2 separate regions of the Rattus norvegicus genome follow, and region 1 is linked to region 2. The links are chromatin contacts, called in public Hi-C maps. All regions are on one chromosome and are shown on one strand. Each heading gives the region's core, a stretch centred on a gene start, on an enhancer-like site or on the middle of the called end of the contact. The rest is flanking DNA. Distances are from core to core; before and after follow the strand shown.

Region 1 (2,965 bases), core at 84-2,583, 120 kb before region 2:
CCAAGTGCTGGGATTAAAGAAGGTTGTGTGCTACAAACTGCTCCCCGGATGGAGTTCCCTTGCTCCTTCATGGAGCTGTGGTGCGTTCTCCATGTGCATATGGAAGAGCATGTTACAAGTCTCTGCGGGGAAACTAGTGCTTGTGTTTGTAGTTTCTATGTAGCCATGCGATTGGGTGTGTGAGAGGAGGGTGTACGGTTGGATTGGGCGTGCCTGTCCTTAGTAAGGCTGTGTGGCTGACAGTGGGTCTGCCTTAGGGCACGCTGGATCTGTATGTAAGAAAGATTCTCTCTGTGTGTGAATGTCTAAGGAGAGTAATCACTCTGTACCATATGCATCTGTCTGAAAAAGGCAGACTAGCTGTGTGGGGGGCCGTGTACGTGTTTGCGGGTGGTTCCGAATGTATTTGTCCACCATATGTGTTGACTCGCCCTTCTTTGGTCCCAGTAGTGGGGAACGAGCTCTGCCACTGAGAACTGGGTACTGCCTGTGCAAATGTTGTTTTTGTGCATAGGTGAGAGCCACACGGTTTGCTGCCACCAGCTACTTACTTAGGCTGTGGCCCGATGGAAAACCGAAAGAGTGCTTCATCAAAGCCCCAGTTCCAGATCACCAGTATGATGATAACTTCCTGGTGACTCTTAAGAACAATAAGAGTCCTGTGTCTAGGGGGTGGCCAGCCGTCCTTTCTTATCTCCCTCCACAGCCACCTGGCTGAGGGGTTGGCATGTAAGCAGCAGCTAGGAGTATTTGGAGGTTGCTCTTTTGTTCTAAGTCCATATCTTCAAAGCAGAGAAAAGCTCTCCCTCCCGGTACCGTGGGCAGAGATGGTGCTATAACCCTCAGTCAGTCCTTGAGACCCGGGCACTGATATACTCAGTCTGCCCTAGATCTCCCTCCCGTGCTTGGGGCAGACTGCAAGGAACAGACCCCTCCTCTCCCAAGAGAAGAGGGGAAACCAGAGCAGCCCGCCTCCTCCCCACCCTGGTGACCGGAGCCCGAGCCCCTCCTCAGGCACACAGGCCTGGAAACCCAAGTCCTCTCCTCATTAATGGGAAAAATGTGCCGAGATTGAGCGATGGCCAAAGGCTGATCCCCTCCCTCCCTCTCCAGAAATTAAACAGAAATGAAGAGCCTCCCTCTCTCCCTCCTCCTGCGCCCGCCTCCAGCCCTCCCCTCTCTCCTCCCCCTCCCCTCCTCCCAGAGCCAGCGCAGGGCTTGTTTTAAACTGTGGAGGAATCTGGCTGAAGGGGGGAGGGGGGCTGAATATTTGGGTTTAAACAGTTCCAGATGGGTTTGGCACTGGCTGAGCAGAAGGAAGTGAGGGAGAGGGAGGAGGGAGGCAGCGCGCGGGAGCAGTGGGAGCCCTTGCCTGCTCCAGCGGGCGGGCAGCGTCAGGCGGCGGCGGGCCGACAAGCAGGCGGACTGGCCGGCTGGTTGGCTGGGGGAGGGTGTGTGCTTGGCTCAGCGCGGAGCGGCTGCTCCCTGGGACAGGAGTATTCCAGGCTGCCGGCTGGGGAAGAGGCCACTTGGCAATCCCCTTCTCTGTCGATGTCTCTTTGGGCCTCCTTGTCTCTTCATCTCACTGTCTGTTGTAGTCCGCTGCCCAGCATCCCGACTGTCTGGTCCCAGCCTGCCAAAGTCCTTCAGCTTGGCCCATCTTCTGGCCCAGCTAAGCCCCAGCTTTCCATCCTATCTCTGGGTCCCTGCTTCTGACCATCTCTGCCACCTGCCAAATATGTGTCTGTCGGTCTGTCTGCCAGAGGAGGCTGGGACGGCTTGTGCAGCCGGCCTTGTAAGGACCACTAGCTGCTGTAGTTCTAGAGCCTGGCTCCTTGCAGCGAGTGTCCGCTGCACTCTGCCCCTGTGCCACCCACCTAGGTCCACTCATCACTGCTCTGTTCCCCATTGGGTTCTCTGATGGCTTCTGTGAATTTCAGACCTTCTAGGGACCCTCAGCTGTCCCACCAAGGATGTTATGGTCTCTAGACATTCTGGGGTATCTCTGCCTGTTAAAGCCCAAAGTTGAGGCTGTCTTGACTCTTAGGCAACAGGGAAGAGGTGGGGAGGGGGTTGTCCCTTCCCTTCCTAGTGTCATACTGGGTCTGATCTTGGAGTCATGCTCTCTTCAGTTGTCCAACCAAAGCTCAGAACCAGATTCTAGGGGTGCAAGTTTGTGTCTAGAGCTCCCATGCTGGAGCAAGCTGAGCCTGGAACTCAGAACAGAGAGGGGCTGTCCCTTGATTCACAGAGGAAGGCAGCTCACCTGACTTGAAGTTCCAAGAAACACTTCCTGGAGGGAGAAGTTTGGCTGGGACACACAGCCGGGTTTCCAGTTTTCCAAGCTCTATTTGGAGGGTGGGGGGTGTTTTTGAAACAGAGTCTCACCATGTACCCCCACACTAAGCTGAAACTCCTCACCCTCCAAGCCCCAACCTCTCGGGTGCCAGGGTTACAGGTGTGTGTCTCCACGCTGGACTCTCCCATCCCTTTAAAGGGGTCACTGAATCAGCGGGACCCAAATTAGTACTGCCTTCGGCCCCTTGCTCTGTGTCCTAACAGTTTTGCCAATCAGACCAGCCCGGCTGGGCATCCCTCTTCCGTAGAGGGCTGTGAGCAGTGCCTTCTCCAAGGATTTTGTGAAGCTTTGAACTAAGTTCTAGCTTAGCCATCGGTGGTCCTTTTACCTCAAAGAGCATCCTTGTTTCAACCCCCACAGGTGGCTGAGGAGGAGGGTGGGAGCAGGCCCTGGCCTGCCACTGCTCTTCCCCAGGGCAGTGTGTGAGGCCCAGCCTTTGTGCTGGGAATGGAGTCAGGGGAGGCCCACACTGCTGGGTCTGAGGCCCACAGCCCTTTGTTCCAGGATAAAGGCCCTGCTGGCCCCTTTGTGTGGAGATTAGTAGAGCCTGAGGTGTGTGAACCAGCCACTGCTCCAACCTCAGTTAACCCAGGCCTAGGGTCAGAG
Region 2 (3,199 bases), core at 301-2,800:
TGATGGGTGTTGGGTGTGAGTTGGAGAGGCCTCGGTGCTAAGGGAGTTGGCTCAGGAGTGTGGCGTTCTGCTGGATTCACGCCTGAACCATTGGGTGGCCTTCGGCAGGACACAGCTCACTCCTCTCCAAAAGCCAGTCTCAACCTTCAGTCCCCTGCCTCATCCCTCTTATGGGAGTTGGAGGTAGGAGAAGGGGAGAGGAATCTCAGGAAAGGTTTACCAGGGAGCTACCAGCCACCTACACTCGAGAGCACAGGACAGGAACTCCCTCTTCTGTCTTGAGCCTAAGCCAAGGGAAGGGAGGCCTTGTTGGCGCCCTGATAGAACGGGTGGTACAGGTGCAGGCTGGCTAAAATCAGAGGAGCTGATGGCCCCTGGCATATTTCCTTATGTTCCCACCTCAGGGAGAAATGGCTCAGGGCTGTCTACTCACCAGTGGGGTGGAGGTGGGAGTGGGGGTGGGAGGCAGTGCTGAAAACTTGTTTCAAGAGCCTTTGATTTCCAAATTGTCATGGGAAGCAGTGGCAGCGTTGGCCGTTGGCCGTATGGGATGCAGTGGGGGAGGTGGGTGTACCCAACTGTGTGTCCTGAAGCCACCGTCAGTTAAATTTTGCCACTGCCCTTCCCTTCGCCTAGAGACCAGCTGCACAGAGGCTCTATTTTCAGCATGAGCGACAGCAGCAACCCAAATGTCCAGCACAGCCAGCCAACTTCCTGACGTGAAACCCTAGTCCCAGGTCTCCCAGGCCCCCGGGGTGCAGCAGGTAGACCCCTCAGACAAGGTTCTGGACCACCGTGTACAGTTCTCTCCCTGCTGCTTCCTAACCCAATAGGACTCCAGTTATAAAACGAAACATCGGGCACCGTGCGAGGCGTTGTACAGACATGGCCTCCTTGGTTACTACGGGAGAGGTGTGCTGACTGTGTAGGGCACAAACGTATCATGCTAGTTGCCGATAACACACATTAGTTCCTCCAAACGCCATTTGCACAGGGAGGAGAAATGGATTTCGTTCATATATTTTACAGGGAAACTTCCAGATGCCTCAGTCTGAGTCCGGCCTGTGGCAGCCACGTCTATGACGGACATAAGCTCCTCAGACCGCCCATCTGTAGCTCACAAGTGTGTTTCTGTCCCACTGGTTTTCCCATCGAGAACGCTGTCTTTTTAGATGTCTGTTTCTCAGCGTCTCTCTTGCTTGTTCAACTGAGGTGTTTCTTGCCAGGACCACAGGGGCAGGGATTCTGGGACCAGCTATGGACTGGCTGGCCACCAGAGGCCTGGCAAACATCCCTTCCAGCCAGGGGCTCTGGGCCGTGGGTCCTTGAAGAAGCTGCCAAGAAGAGTGCAGGGTTTCAGGGGAGGGCCACTGGTGCCAGTGGGAAGGCAGGGGCTGGCTGGCCAGAGGCCCTTCTTCACAGCTCAATGCCGAGCGCCTCTCCTGTTTATGAGCTTTGCGAGATTTAGATCACTCGGTATTAGCCACAGGTTTTGGGGGTCACGGCAGAGGTTAGAGAGAGTTCTTTCCCCATGAATCACACTTCCCCAAAATGTAGAACTCCCATAAGAGTCAGCCCGCTTTATGGAGCTGGCAGCAGGGAGGGGGACAGCTAGAGCTCGTGGGAAGCTTTTCCTGAAGAAACTTCTGGAAGGCTGGACAAAGGAATTTGTGGGTAGGAAAGGAGCCAGAGGACAATGATTCTCTGGGACGTGTTAGGTGGGAGCTGGCAAGTGGGCTGCCACGAGGCACAGATAGCGCTGGCCTGGAGGACAAGTCACACTGGCTGCAGAGTACGTGAGCGCAGTCCAATGTGGCAACTGCGTGTTTCCTCGCTCCTTCCTGAACTGAGCCGGTGCCTTCTCGATGACATCTGCAGAATTCTCTTGATGGTCTCAGAATAGCAATGTGCTTATCTACGCCCAGGTCCGGCCGCTTCAGAGTCTGTAGCTTTTGCTTTTCCAGCCCAGCATGTCATATAAATCAGTGGAAGGCTGCTGAGAGAGTTCTCTCAATGCTGCTGGAGACTGTCAGGCTAGCCCCAAACCCTAGGAACGTCAAAGGGCTGGAGAGATGGCTCTACACGGCAACTCACAACTGTCTGTAACTCCTGTTCCAGGGGATCTGATGCCCCTCACAGAGACATACATGCAGTCACAACACCAATGCACATAAAATTTAAAAAAAAAATTAAAAAGAAAAGCTTCACTTTATTTAAAGAAAAAGTACAATAAAGACATGCCCTCCTGAGGATCCAGATGGCCAGGTGACACTTTAGGAAGCTGTCTCGGTGAGGTTTGTTCTTTTAGGTCTTTATTTCTCACTTACCAGCCCTTCTCTGAGCCCCTGAAGAAGTCCACAGTCCTGTCAGGGCAACACCCACTCCTGCTGGTCTTTAAGGGGAAGTATTACGAGGGCTCAGTACACTCCAGGGAGCTGCTCAATCCCATAGACCCAGGCTTTACAGAGGCAGTGCCAGGACAGGACTGAACAGGGCTGATGTAGGAATAACCCTCTGCCCTCCTCCTAAGCTTGGTTTTCCAACAGAGCAAAGGTAAGTGCCTACCCCGAGGTCACATAGCTAGTAAGAGACCCCAGAACCCCATTCCTCAGCTCTCTTTCTAAACTTGAATCTAACTCATTATTTATTTATTTATTTATTTATTTATTCATTTATTCATTCGATGTGCACTGGTGTTTTTGCCAGCATGTATGTCTGTGTAAGGGCGTCAGATCCCCTGGAACTGGAGTTACAGACAGTTGTGAGTTGCCATGTAGGTGGGTGCTGGGGATTGAACCCCTGGTCCTTTGGAAGAGCAGCAAATGCTCTTAGCCCCTGAGTTAGCTCTCTTGCCTCCAGTCAAGCCTTTTAGAAGGCCCATTTGGGCCATGTATGAGGAGGACTCAGACTGTGGATTTATCCTTGGGCCAATCTAGTGCCTGGACTGGGCTTCTCAGTCCAGCTTCTTCCCAAGGTAGGCTCATCCCTGTGCTACGTGTGCTACGCTGAGCTCCTGCCTGGATCCTTTATGACCCCGGGGATTACAAACCGTTGCTCCCCCAGGCTCTGGATTAGCCATTCTAGCCTCTAGGCTGCCACAGACCCTGAGGGCTTTGGTTCTTTCAGGATTAGGCCAGCTCACTCAGAACCTCCTAATCTGCCTGAAGCCCAAGTAGAGTCTCTGCCACCTGCAGCTAGT

Evidence for each region. Hi-C and Micro-C count contacts between places; a contact is called where the count stands out from the background.
Region 1: a Hi-C map of the A7r5 cell line shows a contact between it and region 2, with 4 times the contacts expected there. The contact joins two enhancer-like sites. A contact is called at or near these places in 5 of 12 Hi-C or Micro-C datasets (the A7r5 cell line, the Rat2 cell line, Schwann cells and 2 more).

What each region holds. Positions count from the first base shown.
Region 1 is chr11:93,355,854-93,358,818 of GRCr8, reverse strand. The region is part of intron 1 of Ephb3 (Eph receptor B3); the gene reads left to right. Among named protein-coding and RNA genes, the nearest start is that of Ephb3, 6.4 kb to the left of the region's middle. Within about 2 kb of position 1,333, at least 69 of the 93 cell types and tissues checked have an H3K27ac peak or open chromatin away from gene starts, as enhancers often do. A contact at or near this core is called in the A7r5 cell line, where this site is marked.
Region 2 is chr11:93,240,827-93,244,025 of GRCr8, reverse strand. No RefSeq gene overlaps it. Among named protein-coding and RNA genes, the nearest start is that of Vps8, 100 kb to the right of the region's middle. Within about 2 kb of position 1,550, at least 16 of the 93 cell types and tissues checked have an H3K27ac peak or open chromatin away from gene starts, as enhancers often do. A contact at or near this core is called in the A7r5 cell line, where this site is marked.